Linked DNA regions of Mus musculus: region 2 is linked to region 1. The links are chromatin contacts, called in public Hi-C maps. All regions are on one chromosome and are shown on one strand. The core of a region is the stretch at or near the end of the contact, and the rest is flanking DNA. Distances in the headings are between cores, read along the strand shown. Region 1 overlaps Apbb1ip (amyloid beta (A4) precursor protein-binding, family B, member 1 interacting protein). Region 2 overlaps Yme1l1 (YME1-like 1 (S. cerevisiae)).

The links. A called contact is a pair of places that touch in the nucleus more often than the background predicts.
Region 2: a Hi-C map of CD8 T cells shows a contact between it and region 1, with 2.3 times the contacts expected there. The contact joins two enhancer-like sites. A contact is called at or near these places in 2 of 484 Hi-C or Micro-C datasets (CD8 T cells and natural killer cells) and 2 of 9 other capture datasets (adipose tissue and liver).

The regions. Positions count from the first base shown.
Region 1 is chr2:22,859,858-22,867,405 of GRCm38.p6, forward strand. It overlaps Apbb1ip (amyloid beta (A4) precursor protein-binding, family B, member 1 interacting protein), which reads left to right. Exons shown (of 14, transcript NM_019456.2): 11 at 7,036-7,134. Among named protein-coding and RNA genes, the nearest start is that of Gm52503, 30 kb to the right of the region's middle. Within about 2 kb of position 2,709, at least 7 of the 459 cell types and tissues checked have an H3K27ac peak or open chromatin away from gene starts, as enhancers often do. A contact at or near this core is called in CD8 T cells, where this site is marked.
Region 2 is chr2:23,169,606-23,176,668 of GRCm38.p6, forward strand. It overlaps Yme1l1 (YME1-like 1 (S. cerevisiae)), which reads left to right. Exons shown (of 19, transcript NM_013771.5): 6 at 3,351-3,501; 7 at 5,564-5,647. Among named protein-coding and RNA genes, the nearest start is that of Yme1l1, 17 kb to the left of the region's middle. Within about 2 kb of position 2,881, at least 8 of the 459 cell types and tissues checked have an H3K27ac peak or open chromatin away from gene starts, as enhancers often do. A contact at or near this core is called in CD8 T cells, where this site is marked.

The sequences.
Region 1 (7,548 bases), core at 1,459-3,958:
TCATTCACTCACTCATTACTTATGGAGTGGCAGCTGTGTTCTGAGAACATTCCAGGTGTAGAGAAAACAGGAGTAAACCAAATGTACAATGAGCCCTATTTTGGAGTTTAAGGTCAGTGTGAGGAACTGACAGTGAAGAAAAGCATGTGCTGAGATGTCAGGTAACAAATACAGATGTGATTCAAAACAGGGAGGAGTGGGTTAGAGCTGACCAGAGCTGGGTCAGGCTCCCCTCAGATAGGGGCAGGGAGGTGTTGACATTTGGCAAAAGACATAAATGAAGTGATATGGGAATTGTAACTGAAGGAAAACACTCTAGAACAAGAACCGTAATGGTAAAGGTCCTGGTGAGGTCAGAAGGAGGATCGCCAAAGACAGCACCCTGTCTCTTGGATTTTGTGCATCCATGTCCATTGCTTATGAGAGGGCAGTGAGAATAATAACAGCAAACAATTATAAAGCATTCTGTTCATGGATATAGAACTTGAGCTGTAAGTGGCCAAGTCTGAATGGGAGCTCAGCAGTGCAGCTCAGGTGCTATTCTTCCAGATACTTTTCAATCAGATTTCAGATTGTCAGCGATGGTACAGGCCAGAATGGTTGCCAACAACCTGGGAGCTTCCCTTATTCTCATAGACTGACTCCAGTGAAACTGAATCCCTGACTCTGTGCAGAAAGGATTTTAGGATGAGCCTGTTTGAAGTAGAGTGGGAGTTTATTTGAGCACACAGGTTGATAGAAAGAGGGTCGCTGTGGGCTTTTCAAGGAAGAAACGCTTCCATTTGAGTGACCTTCATGTTATACCTTAAGCATTGATAAGAAATGTTTTCTATCTTCTTTTCAGTAAACCAGAGTATAGCATAGCTCCAAAGGTATCTTGAGAGGGGATTAAAATCTGATAAGACCAAAACATCAGCCACAGAGTTTCACAAAGCAGTTAAAAACTGTCTTTTAATATAAATCGTATTTCTGCTGTGATCCATAGAAAACATTAGGTTTGCAGCTGGGAACAAAGAAAAGCCTTGGATATACTTGAGTGGGATTCTCACCATATTGCTGCTCTCTGTGAGAATTCATATCCTAGCCACAGTTCCAGCTACTGGGTATGCAAAATATCCCCAGGCTGCAGTAATGATCTCACCTTTGGACAGCAGCAGTGACTGCAAATCTAAGGACACCTCGGCCACCACCTTCTAGACACTGACCCGACCTCCTCTCCATCCTCAGCAATCTCTCCCCAAATTAATGACCTCATCATCTCCACATTAGTCTTCCACTCACTTCTTCCCTAACACATTACCAATTGGCTTAAAGATAGTCGAAATTTAGTGCTCTTGCATTTTAAAATCAGAATTGGGGGAAGAGAGCTTGCTATGCAAGCTTCAGTTCAGTGTCTGGAACCATAGTGGCAGGAGGGAACTGACTCCCAGAAGTTGTCCTCTGACCTACACACACACACACACACACACACACACACACACACACACATACATACACACTCAGGACTAGAGCCCCGCATAGTGACTTCCAACACTAAGGAGTCCCAGTCAAGGCTCTCCTGGGTAGCATGAGATCATGTCTTAAAAAGGAACAAAGAAAAAAAGCTGAGTTACTTCCTGAAAAGTCTGGAGCCATCTGTTCTATGCCTTTCCCCAGGATTCTGGAAGTTTCCAACAGCCCTCGAATTCCTTGTCTTGAAGCTACATGACACTAGTCCCCTTGTTCATCAGCGCACGGTCATCATTGTCACTGTGTGTGCCTGCATCTATTTCTCTTCATCTTCTTGTAAGGAAGGAGAGTCATAGGATTTAGGACATATACCAGTTCAATATAACTTCATCTTAACCTGACATCTACAAACTTGCTTCATACACAGTGAGGTGGCATTTACTTTTCAGCGGACACAGATCTGTAATAGCCACGTGCTTTACCAAGCTCTGAACAGAGAGATCAGCCTCAGATCCCTTCATCTTCCAATCCTTGAAGCAGCAGTCCTGATTTTCTATCAGCGTCTTCCTTACTCCTTCCTTTGTCTGGTCATCCTTAAGTTCATCATCTAGGTCAACCTCAGCATCATTGCAGTTTTAAAATATCAGTAACACCAGAGCCTAGAAACAGTCCTGCCTCAGCTCCTTTCCACCTTAGATTCTGCCTCTTTCCAAACCTTCCATGGAATTTATTGACATTCTCCAAACATTCTAACACTCATTCAATATGATTTTTCAGTCTTTTTCAAACTTTTATTATGAAATCACAGAATAACCACACTTTTGTTGGCATTTGTCTCTGCGTTCCATCTTTTTACATGCCTGGGGGTTATATTGTCAACTCCCAGGGCTTAAACAAAAGAGGATTTTATTCTAATTTTTATCCTGATGTTACCTTTACCCCAAGTCAAGTTGTTTAACCTTGTCTGATGCTCTCTTTCCTCATTTGTGAGTTTAGAGGACATTAGGATCCCCTTTAGCAAGAATGTTCTGCAATGGCCTTGACATTACACACTCAGAGCTTCTATTATTCAAGATCAGAGACAAGGATCACGAGGAAGATTCCAGCTGGTTGGCATTGATTTTGTGTTTTCTTTAAGCCCTTTTGTAAGTAATTTCTCAATCAAAGGCTGAGTTATACAGAAGTAAGTAAGGTGAGGTGACCAAGGCTAGCATTGTGACAGGCTCTGAGACTTTGTCACAGAGCCCGAAGAACCTCTGAAGTGTGAACTTGGTGTCAACCAGATAGCTCACCTCAGAACCACGAAGTTAGAGGATTGGAAGAAATGTAGTGGCCCTTTATTTTATATTAAAAGCCACCTGATTTCTGGGTACAACCACGTTTTCCTGTAGTTAGGTGAATAACATACTTAAATAGTTCACTGTGCTTCTTAAGTGGAGTGGACACCTCGACACAAATAACTGGTGCACTTTGCACAGTTTGCTTGACTCCTATGATATGCACAAAACCCAAAAAATGGAATATTTAATATTAAGAGTAAACTAAAGGTAACAATATCAAATTTCTAAATATCTCTGAAGGAAAAATTAGACACTTTCTTCTTCGTGATTTTACTGATTTTTACATGTCTGTAGTATCTATGTAAATGTATGTGTATACATGTGTGCAAGTACACACAAATAGAGGTCAGAAGAGGACATCTGACATCTTCTTCTAAGACTCTATGTCTATTGCATTAAAACAGGGTCTCTTCCTAAACCTGAACCTCAGTTCTCAGTTAGGTAGAAGCCAGTAAACCCCACCCGACTCGGAGCTGGAATACCCAGCTTGTTATGGGGGTGCTGGGATCCAAACACTGGTAGTTTTCATGACTGAAGAGCAAACCCTATCAGTTGTTGAGCCATTCCCTCGAGCTCACCCTGTGCTTTCATAGGAAGAATTTAAATATTAATTACTGGCCAATGTCCTGCTCACATGTTAGTCAGAGCAGAGACTCTGTTGTAAGTCGGGCATCTGAGGTCCTGGTACTGAACGGTGAGCCCTTGATTTGGTTTTGCAGATTTCTTTGTTGAGGATGCTGCAGACATCTACAGAACGTCACATTCTAGCTACCAAGTGCCTGATTCACACTTGAACACTCTGACGTTTAGGTTACTCAATGCTATTGGACCACACTACTTGGTTTGATTGATGTTTCCAATGTCAAGATCCCCTTTAGAACGTGATTATTGGCGTAAGGTTTACAGTACTGAAATCTGAGAACTTCTTTTTTTTTTTTTTTTGTTATCACCTGATTCCTTTTTATTTTATTTTTTTAAATTTTTTATTAGATATTTTCTTCATTTACATTTCAAATGCTATCCCAAAAGTCCCCTATACCCTCCCCCAGCCCTGCTCCCCTACCCACCCACTCCCACTTCTTGGCCCTGGCATTCCCCTGTACTGGGGCATATAAAGTTCCCAATACCAAGGGGCCTTTCTTCCCAATGATGGCCGACTAGACCATCTTCTGCTACATATGCAGCTAGAGACACGAGCTCTGGGGGTACTGGTTAGTTCGTGTTGTTGTTCCACCTATAGGGTTGCAGACCCCTTCAGCTCCTTGGGTACTTTCTCTAGCTCCTCCATTGGGGGCTCTGTGTTCCATCCTGTAGAGCATCCACTTCTGTATTTGCTAGGCACTGGCATAGCCTCACAGGAGATATATCAGGGCCCTTTCAGCAAAATCTTGCTTGCATATGCAGTAGTGTCTGCATTTGGTGGCTGATTATGGGGCAGTCTCTAGATGGTCCATCCCTTCGTCTTAGCTCCAAACTTTGTCTCTACAATTCCTTCCATGGACATTTTATTCCCTATTCTAGGGAGGAATGAAGTATCCACCCATTGGTCTTCCTTCTTCTTGATTTTCTTGTGTTTTGTAAATTGTATCTTGGGTATTCTAGGTTTCTGGGCTAATATCATGACAAGTATCAGTGAGTGCATATCAAATGACTTCTTTTGTGATTGGGTTACCTCACTCAGGATGATATCCTCCAGATACACCCATTTGCCCAAGAATTTCATAAATTCATTGTTTTTAATAGTTGAGTAGTACTCCAAAGTGTAAATGTACCACATTTTCTGGATCCATTCCTCTGTTGAGGGACATTTGGGTTCTTTCCAGCTCTGGCTATTATAAATAAGGCTGCTATATGTATCAAAAGATGGCCTAGTCGGCCATCACTGGAAAGAGAGGCACATTGGACTTGCAAACTTTATATGCCCCAGTACAGGGGAATGCCAGGGCCAAAAAGGGGGAGTGGGAGGGTAGGGGAGTGGGGGGTGGGGGGTAATGGGGGACTTTTGGGATAGCATTGGAAATGTAAATGAGGAAAATACCTAATTAAAAATTTAAATAAATAAATAGATAGATAAGGCTGCTTTGAACATAGTGGAGCATGTGTCCTTATTACCAGTTGGAACATCTTCTGGGTATATGCCCAGGAGAGGAACAACACAGTGTGGGGCAGCCATCCAAAAGTGTTTGCCGCCATCTCCTGGCGCAACTGGAGAACTACAGCAACAGTCTGCATACTGGTTGGCGTCGTCAGGAAAGAGGAATCTAAGAGGGACAATCAAGGAACTAGCTGGCTTCCAGGCCAGGCTGATGCAAATTCCGAGTCAGTAAAGGAAGCAATCCAATTAAAAGGGTCAACTTTTCTCAGTTGCTAGAAAAGACCACAGACAGGAATCCTTTACATTTTCTGTTGTTTTATTCCTGTAGTATCTTTAAAATACAGTGCTGTCTTCAATGACTCAATATAAACTCAGAAATTCTAGTGGATAAAGAAATAAACAGGAAGCTCTCCAAATATCAATTTTTATCATTTTTAAACACAGAAATAAATAAATTTAGAAATAACTAAAGCCCTTGCAGACTATGTGTCTTGCAGAGGATCGATGTGGGACACAACAAGCACAAAGCTTGCAGGGAAACCACACCATATGCTCTCCCTCATATTCCAGCATATTAAAGGCATAGCTCAAAAGCTCAGATCACCTTTGACGATTAACTACTTTCCTAAAGGTCAGTGAGTTTGCTCAATGCAAGTGGAAGCTCTATGAAGCACCGTAGAGAGGGATTGTGGCTTCAGCCCGTTTCTGCCAATGGAAGCCTCCTAGATCTCCTGATAGCTCTGATCTTTAGTGCCACTAGTTTATGCTCAGACTAGCAAGGCCAACCTGAGCTTCATAAGGCTGCTCTAAGGAAACACAAACACATACACGCACACACACGCACGTGCATACACACACACACAAAAACAGTTGTTTTAGTTGGTATTTTTTTATACAATAAAATGTAATCGAAGTTACAATGGCCCATGAAAATTGACATCACACACATTTCAGATCCTAGGTTTGGTTACCAGCCTCTGACCCAATGACTTCAACTTTTCTGATATAAGAGTAAATACTATGCTTATTTATATATTTAAAAAATTATTTTGACACCCAGATTAAGGTTCTACTACATGCCAGGCATGTGCTAAGCACCAGGGATCTTCCAAAAAAAATAATACAGGCAAAGTTCCCATCTGATAGAGAGCTGAATATGTAAAAGCCAAACAGAAACAAAAGCTACAGGGACTAGAGAATCCAGAAACAGAGTTGCAATCTTTTTGTGTCTGCCACATCAGTGTTCTCTTGTAAACTCCTGGGGGCCTATATAACCCCTGTACACACACTGTTGATGGCCACTTAAGGACAGATAGAAACACTCTGAATGCCATCATGCCTGCAGAGGATGTGCCCAAGTGGATGTGAAACCACCATTAGGAAAGAGCGATAGATCATTGCAAAACTCTGTATTCTTGTTGAAAGAAATGACACCTGGACTAAATTTTGGCACAAATAAAACTAATTTTATAAGCACCAGTTTTGTAACGTAAAATGCCTACTAGGTAAGCCCCTTATATGATAGAGAGGCAACCTGATTTCCAATGAGGAACAGACATATAAAATATATAACGGATTTCAGCATTTAGAAGGGAGAAATACAATTATTACTGACATATAAGAAGTCCTTATGGTTAAAGCATATAACAGGCTCCTTAAATCTGATCAGAGTTGGGCCTCTTTCTTAATAGTGCTGGGGGGTGAACCCAGGGCCTCACAGATGATAGGCAAGTATGCTGCCACTGAACTATACACCCAGCCTTTTCAGTACCTTTTACTTTTGAGGTAGGGTCTCATTACATTTCTCAAGCAGATCTCAACCTGGTGGTCCTCCTATCTCAGACACCTCTCTAGTAGCTGAGGTTGCAGACTTGTGCTGTGGGGCTGCCAGTTTAGCAGTTCTTAAAAGCTGGGTATGCTAACATGTGATCTCAGCTATCAGGAAGACTAAATTGGAAAATCATGAGTTCAAGGCCATCCTGGGCTTCATAATGACACCTCGGCTCTTCCTGATCCTAAAACTGCCTTTGCCACCATCTCAGTAAATCATATATATTGTCATAGTTTTTCTTTGAGTTTTTTTTTCAAACAGTGGTTTGGGCTCTTAATAAATTGCATCTATTAATTGTCTTCAAAACTGCTTCTTTGTAGCATCCTCAAATTCAGAAGGAATCTCAATATATCAAGTATCTCTGCTGTGATGACGCAAGAACTCTCAGTCAATGGGTAATGGGAATAAGGATCGCCAAGGTGAGTATGTGCTCACCTTCATGTGTTCTTGGGCCAGCCAAGAAGCTTGTTAACTAAGGCCAACGTTTCAGCATTTCTGGGTACAGATGTTATCTCGTCTATTTGTTCTTGATTTCTTTCTACCCATCAGTAAGTGGAGTCATTCACTTACTGCCATACAAGCACACACCTGTCCTCTGGCAAGAGAATCAGAGTTGACTTTAAAAAAAAAAAACAACTGTTCATATTCACAGGGAGAATTGCAAACACAGGTGTGCAGATAAGAAACTCGAGACCAGGCCAAAGGTCTGTGCCTTAATGGTAAAGCACTTGCCTAGCATGTGTGGGGTCCTGAGTTCCATCTCACCATAGAAAGTGGAGAGAGCAAACGAAGCCGATTAACTCAACAGTTACATGATCAGAATTTTGTGATTG
Region 2 (7,063 bases), core at 1,631-4,130, 310 kb after region 1:
TTTGATGATCCCTAGGGCTTCCCTGATCAGTGACATGTAGAGAAGTCTCTCATTCCTTGTTTTATGACTTAATTGCTTATATATTTTGAGAAACACATTGTCTATCTGTGCAAGATAATTTCATTTGAACTATTTTTTAAGTTTTATTTTGAAATTAGCGTACCATTGGCTTGTATAAGGCTTTTGTCTACATCCTTAGTTTTGGTTAACCCCCATCTACCTGCCTATATCTGCTTAAGCTTTAGCCTCCACTTCTCTCCCCTCTTCTTTGACTTCACAAGTGTCCTATTGTACCTTCACATATTTTTAAATTGGGGTGTGAGATACAGCTTTTCATGTACTTATATTTTTAATAAGCGTTAGCTTTCCTTCCAATCCAAGTTTCCCCCATACCCATTAAAGCCTTTCTTTCCAAAAGATTTACTTATTTATTATATGTAAGTACACTGTAGCTGTCTTCAGATGCTCCAGATGAGGGTGTCAGATCTCATTATGAATGGTTGTTCTCTCTGGCTCCGTTTGCTCCAGCCCAAAGATCGATCGATCGATCTATCTATCTATCTATCTATCTATCTATCTATCTATCTATTATATGTAAGTACGCTATAGCTGTCTTCAGACACTCTAGAAGAGGGGGTCAGATCTCATTACTGATGGTTGTGAGCCACCATGTGGTTGCTGGGATTTGAACTCAGGACCTTCAGAAGAGGAGCCAGTGCTCTTAACCGCTGAGCCATCTCTCTAGCCCCATTAAAGTTTTTCTGCAGCTAATATTCCACCTCTCTCATTTTGGCTATAATATTACTCTTCTTTAAGATGTGGATGTTGTTCTTCTACATCTCCCTTCCTCCCAAAAGGCCACTATCTAGTTTCTTTGTTTTCCACTTAGGCTCCAAGTTAAATACACAAAACAAAAAAATTGAAGCTAGAATCTACATGTAAGAGAGATCATTCCATTTGTTTTTCTGAGCCTGTTACCTTAGTATAATTCCCCTCCCCCCCATTTCATACATTTACCTACATATTTAAATTTTTTTTACAGCTGAATAACAGTTCCTTGGGTATATGCATCCTTCCTTCTCTCCCCCTCCCCCTCTCCCTTCCCCTCCCCCTCCCCCTCCCTCTTTCTCCCCCTACCCCAGTCCCTCTCTGAGACATGGTTTTCCTACATAGCCCTGACTAACCTGGAATTCACTATGTAGACTAGGCTGGTCTCTAACTCAGAAGAGATTCATCTGACTGTGCTTCCTAAGTGCTGGGATTAAAGGTGTGTAGCACCATGACCAGTTCATGTTTTTCCTATCCATCCATTACCATGTAGGTTGATTGCACTTCCTTACTATTAAAAGTAGAATAGTAATGTGTACGTCTCTGTAGTAGCATATAAAGTCTATTAGGTGTCTGCCCGTGGTATAGCTTAGCTATGTGGCTGTTCTATTTTCAGTTTTTGAGAAGTCTCTGGATTCCAGAGTGGCTGTACTAGTTTATACTTTGACCAACAGTGTATAAGGGGTTCCCTTCCCAAACACCTGTACCAACATTTGTTTTTTATCTGTGTTCCTCAAGTCTTAGTTTTAATTTTCTTTTTCTTTAAGGCTAAATATGCCAAACACTTTCTAAAGTGTTCATTAGCCATTTATATATCCTTTTGAGAATTTCCTGTACAGTTCTGCTCAGTTTTTAACTGGGTGCTTATTTTCTTGACGGTTAGTATTTTGTGTTCTTTCGTATGTTCTAGACACAAACTCTGCCACATGTGTTGCTGGTAGGTATATCCTATTCTATGGACTTTGTCTTCACTTGCTTGTTAGTCTCCTTTGCTGCACTGAAATGTTTTGAGATCCTATTTGTTTATTATTCTTACTTCTTATGCTACTGAAGTCTTATTCAGAACCGTGAGTATGTCTGCTGATAAGTAGAAGCCTTATTCCTCATTTCTTTCTTAAAGTTTCAGGGTATTGGGTCTTCCAGTTTTTGATCCATTTGGGCTTGAATTATGTTCACATTAGAAATAGAAATTATTTATTTATTTTTTTTTTGCTTTTTAGAGTCCAGATTTCCCAGTACTGTTTGTTGAAAGAGCCATCCTTTCTTCAGTGTACACTCATAAGTAACTTTGGTGGGAAAGTGGTGGTCCTAGGCATTGAACCTAGGCTTTATATATTCTAGCCAAATGATCTGCTGCTGATCGACACCACTAATCTGTAATGCTTCTCTTACTTGCAGTCTGCAGCCCAGGTTGTTCTAAACCTTACCATGTAGCCTAGTTTGGCCTCAAACTCAAGACAGAACTGTTTCAGGTTCTCAAAGCTGGGATTACAAGTGTGAGCCACTTTGCCCAGCTAACATTTCTTAAAATTTTCCCTTCCTCTTTGTTGCACTGCCATTCATAGACAAGTATAACATTTTATTGTTTGGATTACTCCACTGAGTACTCGTTTAATCCTTTGTTTCTACTCTTGCTACTTTAGTCTTGCCTCCAAACTTGTATCATCATTGCTTTTTATTAATTGCATTGCTCCGCTTTATTACTCAACATAGCCTTACATAACACAGTGCTTTATTGTACTTTATTTACCATTTTTCTGTTCTCATCTTGAATATGGTTATTAAATGCCCTTATCTCTTCTTGGCATTATGCTTACCAGGTTATTTACAGTTTTTGGACATTATTTCATATTGTTCTTTCAAATTGTTTGCTCATGATGTCTGTTTCCTGTGTACATATTTGTGTGTGTGTCTGTGACAGTTTTCTTCAACCCAGAGTGGCCTTGAACTTAATCCATCCTCTTAAGTCCTAAGATTACAGACGTGTGACATGATGCCTTTGACTATATGACTTTCAGGGGAGGGGCGAGGAAGTTGGAGAGATGGTTTCATGTAGCACATGACTCTGTGTACTAAGGGCTACCTTTCACTTTCAGTTCTCCTGCTTTTACCTCTCATGTGCTGGCATTGCATACTCTTGCTGCCAAGTTCAGTTTATGTGGTTCTGTGGATGAACCTGAAGGCCTCATGTATGCTCAGCAACACTGTTAACTAATCCACATCTCCAAACACTGTCAACTAATCTACATCTCCAACCGTGTGGTTTTGATCCCATTCTCTTGATGTTTTGGTTACAAGCCTTGCCTTTAACAGCTGAGCCATCTCTCTAGCCCCAGTAAGAAATTCTGTTTTCCATAGCTAGCAGTCATTATATTGCCGTACATATTGCTTCTAGCAGAATATCAAAATTATTTGTAAAGTATGCCTATTTGTTTAATTTTGTCCAGTAGATTGAAAATCTCCAGACACTGCATCATTTCTTCGTATCTTTCTGACACTGTTTTATTTTCTTACATTTTTAGGGGTTTCTTTTGCGGGACAGAGGAACAGATCTTGAGAGTTTGGACAAACTTATGAAAACTAAAAACATACCTGAAGCTCACCAAGATGCATTTAAAACTGGTTTTGCAGAGGGTTTTCTCAAAGCTCAAGCTCTTACACAGAAGACCAATGGTATGATGAATAGGAAGGAGAGTTGGAAAGATGCTTAGTCCTCTCCTTAAAGTGTTAACAAAAACTTTTCTTAATTGTAAAAGTTATCACAGTGTGTGATGCGAGTGAAGGTGCTGCTGTGCCACAGCACAGGTGTGGAGACCCCATGACTTTGAATGTCAGCTCTTTCCTTCTGCTTTCCTTCCTTCCTTCCTCTGGATTCTAGCACTTCTAACTCAGGTCGCAAGGCTTGCAAGGCCAGCTTTTACCTGCCGAACAATCTTACTGTGCTGTAGAAACTTAAGAAAATCAGTTTCAATATTGGTTATGATCCACCATAAAACTTAAGTTTTCCTAAGCTGTATGGGAATGGAAATAAAAATAAAGGGTAGGAATTGTGCCTTGATAAATACAGGGTTCTTAGAGAATGTTCTGGTAGCTGTCTAGTTTTTGACAAAAGTAATGATGTGCATTAGAAAAAAAGATAACCTCTCAACTAGTGGTGCTGGGAGAAATGGATAGCCACATGTAGATTAATGAAATTAGATCCTTGCCTTTCACTTTATATAAACATTAAAATGGAACGAAGACCTTAATGCAAGATTTAAAACTCAAACTTCTGGAATAAAACACAAGTATAACACTTTAATATACAAGCATAGGAAAGGATTTTCCAAGATGAACTCCAGCAATTTGTGACACATGGGAGTATATGAAATTAAAAAGCTTGCACACAGCAAAAGAAATCAGGAACATAAAGTAACATTTTCTATAATAGAAGAAAAAACTCTGCCAACATGATGAGATTAATGTCTAGAATCTATGAATAATTGTTCAATTTTTATTCACCATAAAACTCAATCATCTGATCCGTAAATGGTTAAATGAATTGGACAGTTCTCAAAAGAGAACTACAAATGGCCAGTAAGTCTATGAAAAAAGTTCCAAATTCCTCAGCCATTATGGAAATTCAAATTCAAACTCTTCTAGATTATCTCCAGTCAGAACAACTGAGATTATCTCCAGTCAGAACAACCACTAATCAGAGTATCAGAGGAACCTTTATACTCTGCTGATGACAGGATACCTATCTGGTGGAGCCCTTAAGAACAACATGAAGATTCCCCAGGAAACTGAAAAGTGAACTGAATATAACAGTTATATTTACCATTTTTGAAATTGTAAACAAAGGAATCTTAAGCATGGCATAGAGGTTTGTACATTGGTGCTTACTTAACTGTAGGGATGGTAGCCAAGAGATCAGAGCCAGCCCAAATACCCATCAACAGAAAATGTATGAAAATGTGGTATTTACATATAGTGAGATTTTATTATTCAGCTATCCGGAAGTATGAAATGTCACTTGCAAGAAAATGGATGGATTTGGCTATTACTATCTTAAATATAAAAGCCAGATTCTGATAAGTGTTGTATGTTTATTTTAATGCAGAATCTCTGTGAGGATTTGTGCATATGTGCACATTTGTTTGTTTTCTAAGTTGGAGGGATCGGGCTTTAAAGGGAACAGGAGGGGCAAAAATTGCAGTATTTTTGCATGTAGAATCGAAGGTAAACTGTATGAGATACATGTATACGAATAATATGAAAGTAGGACAACTGTTGTAGGGGAAGGAAGGTGACCAGCAAAGAGAAAACACAAACACACATAAACACACACATACACATGCATAAACCCAGACACACACACCAAGAAATACAATGAAAACCTTAGTCAGTGTGCTAACTGAAGATTGTCTCATACCCAGATTAAGCCCTCATATAAATTATACCAGATACAACTGTACAAATACTGGTTTTCTTGCTAACAAGTTTACTTCATAAATGCATGTTAGTTGGTGGTCAGGGCAAGGTGGGTGGTAAAAATACACTTTCAACTTTTCTATAAACCTAAACTTTAAAAACAATTTTTTGTTGTTCTCCTGAGGATTCAACGTAGGGCTTCAGGCATGATAAATATTCCACCAGTGACAATATTCTCATCTTAAAGTCTTAACTAATGCTTGGCCATAAAGGTGTTATATTTCATTGTTGTCATTTAATTCAAGTCCTTTTCCTCTTTCAGATTCCTTAAGGCGAACTCGTCTGATCCTCTTTGTTTTGCTCCTGTTTGGCATTTATGGACTCTTAAAAAATCCGTTTTTATCTGGTAAAGACTTTCATATATCTGAGTTAATTTATTTCCTCCTTAAACATCTGGCTTTTATATTTTTTACAATTGTAACAAATAATTTTACTTACTATCATACCAAAATTTTCTTTTGTTGAACTTAGAGTTATTGTTAATGGGGAAGAATATTTGAGAAGTGAGGTTCATTTAGTTTGACTTTAAAAAAATTAGTATACCATTTGTTTATGCTGGGTTTAAAGTAATATTTTCAAAATTCTACTTCTGTGGCTAGTTATATCAGAATAATAAGTTATTAAATGAATAATTTTTTCCTTTTTTTAAGACTTATTTATTTTATGTATATGAATACACTGTAGCTGTACAGATGGTTGTGAGCCACCTTGTGGTTGCTAGGATTTGAACTCAGGACCTTCAGAAGAGTACTCAGTGCTCTTAACCACCTAGCCATCTCTCAAGCCGTTAAATGAATAATTTTAAAATTAAAACTATTGTAGTTTTTAAAAATGATGTCTTCTAAGCATTCATTAATATGTCCCTCATAAGATTATTATTCACAAAACTCTGAAAACCATTAAAGAATTTTTTTCTCCATCCTTTTTTTCTTTGAAACAAGATTGAGTGCTGGGATTAGAGACATGTAATTACATGTCTAATTTATGGGGCACTGGGGATTAAACTCAGGTTCATGCATGATGGATGATCACCATACCAATAGAGCTTTATTTCAGCTCTGAGAAATTTTGGACTCAAGATTTCTGTGACTTAGAGCTGACCTTGAGCTCCTGGTGCTCCTGACCACCTCCTGTGTGCTAGGATTACAGGGTTTGCAGCCACAGAGGCTTTGCTTGTTTTCGCATAGCAGAGTGAAAGCTAGGGAGTTGTTTGCAGAGTAGAGAGTGTCGACAAAGATTATAACTACATTAATCCTACGTTTCAGGCAGTCTCCATTTCTGAAGCCTCTAAAAAGACAGTGTTGGCACCTTTTTCTGTCTAGGTGACTGAGTAGCTCACTTGGGTTTACCTTTACTGAGGAGCTCTTTTACTAAGGAGTTCTTTTTTAAGATTTGTGAGTGTTTTACCTGTATGAATGTGTGTGTGCACATGTGTATCTGGTTCTCGTGGAGGCCAGAGAAGGGCATTGAGTCCCCTGGAGCTGGAGTTTAAAGTGATTGTGAGATGTGTGTGGGTTGTAGGAACTTAACCCAGGTACTCTACAAGAGTAGCTAGTGCTCTTAACTACTAAGCTATCCCTCAAGCCCCCTGTATCTTTATGCTTCATCAGCTTCCGGCTGAATCGTAGTAATCTTGTCAAGTTTAGCTATTTAGTGATGACCTTCTGCATAGTTCAGAATAAGACTTGGCTCCCATATTTTGACCAGTAGTAGTCCTTCAGCTCAGTTCTTGGTTTTAAAAGCTGATTATGAATGAGGAGTC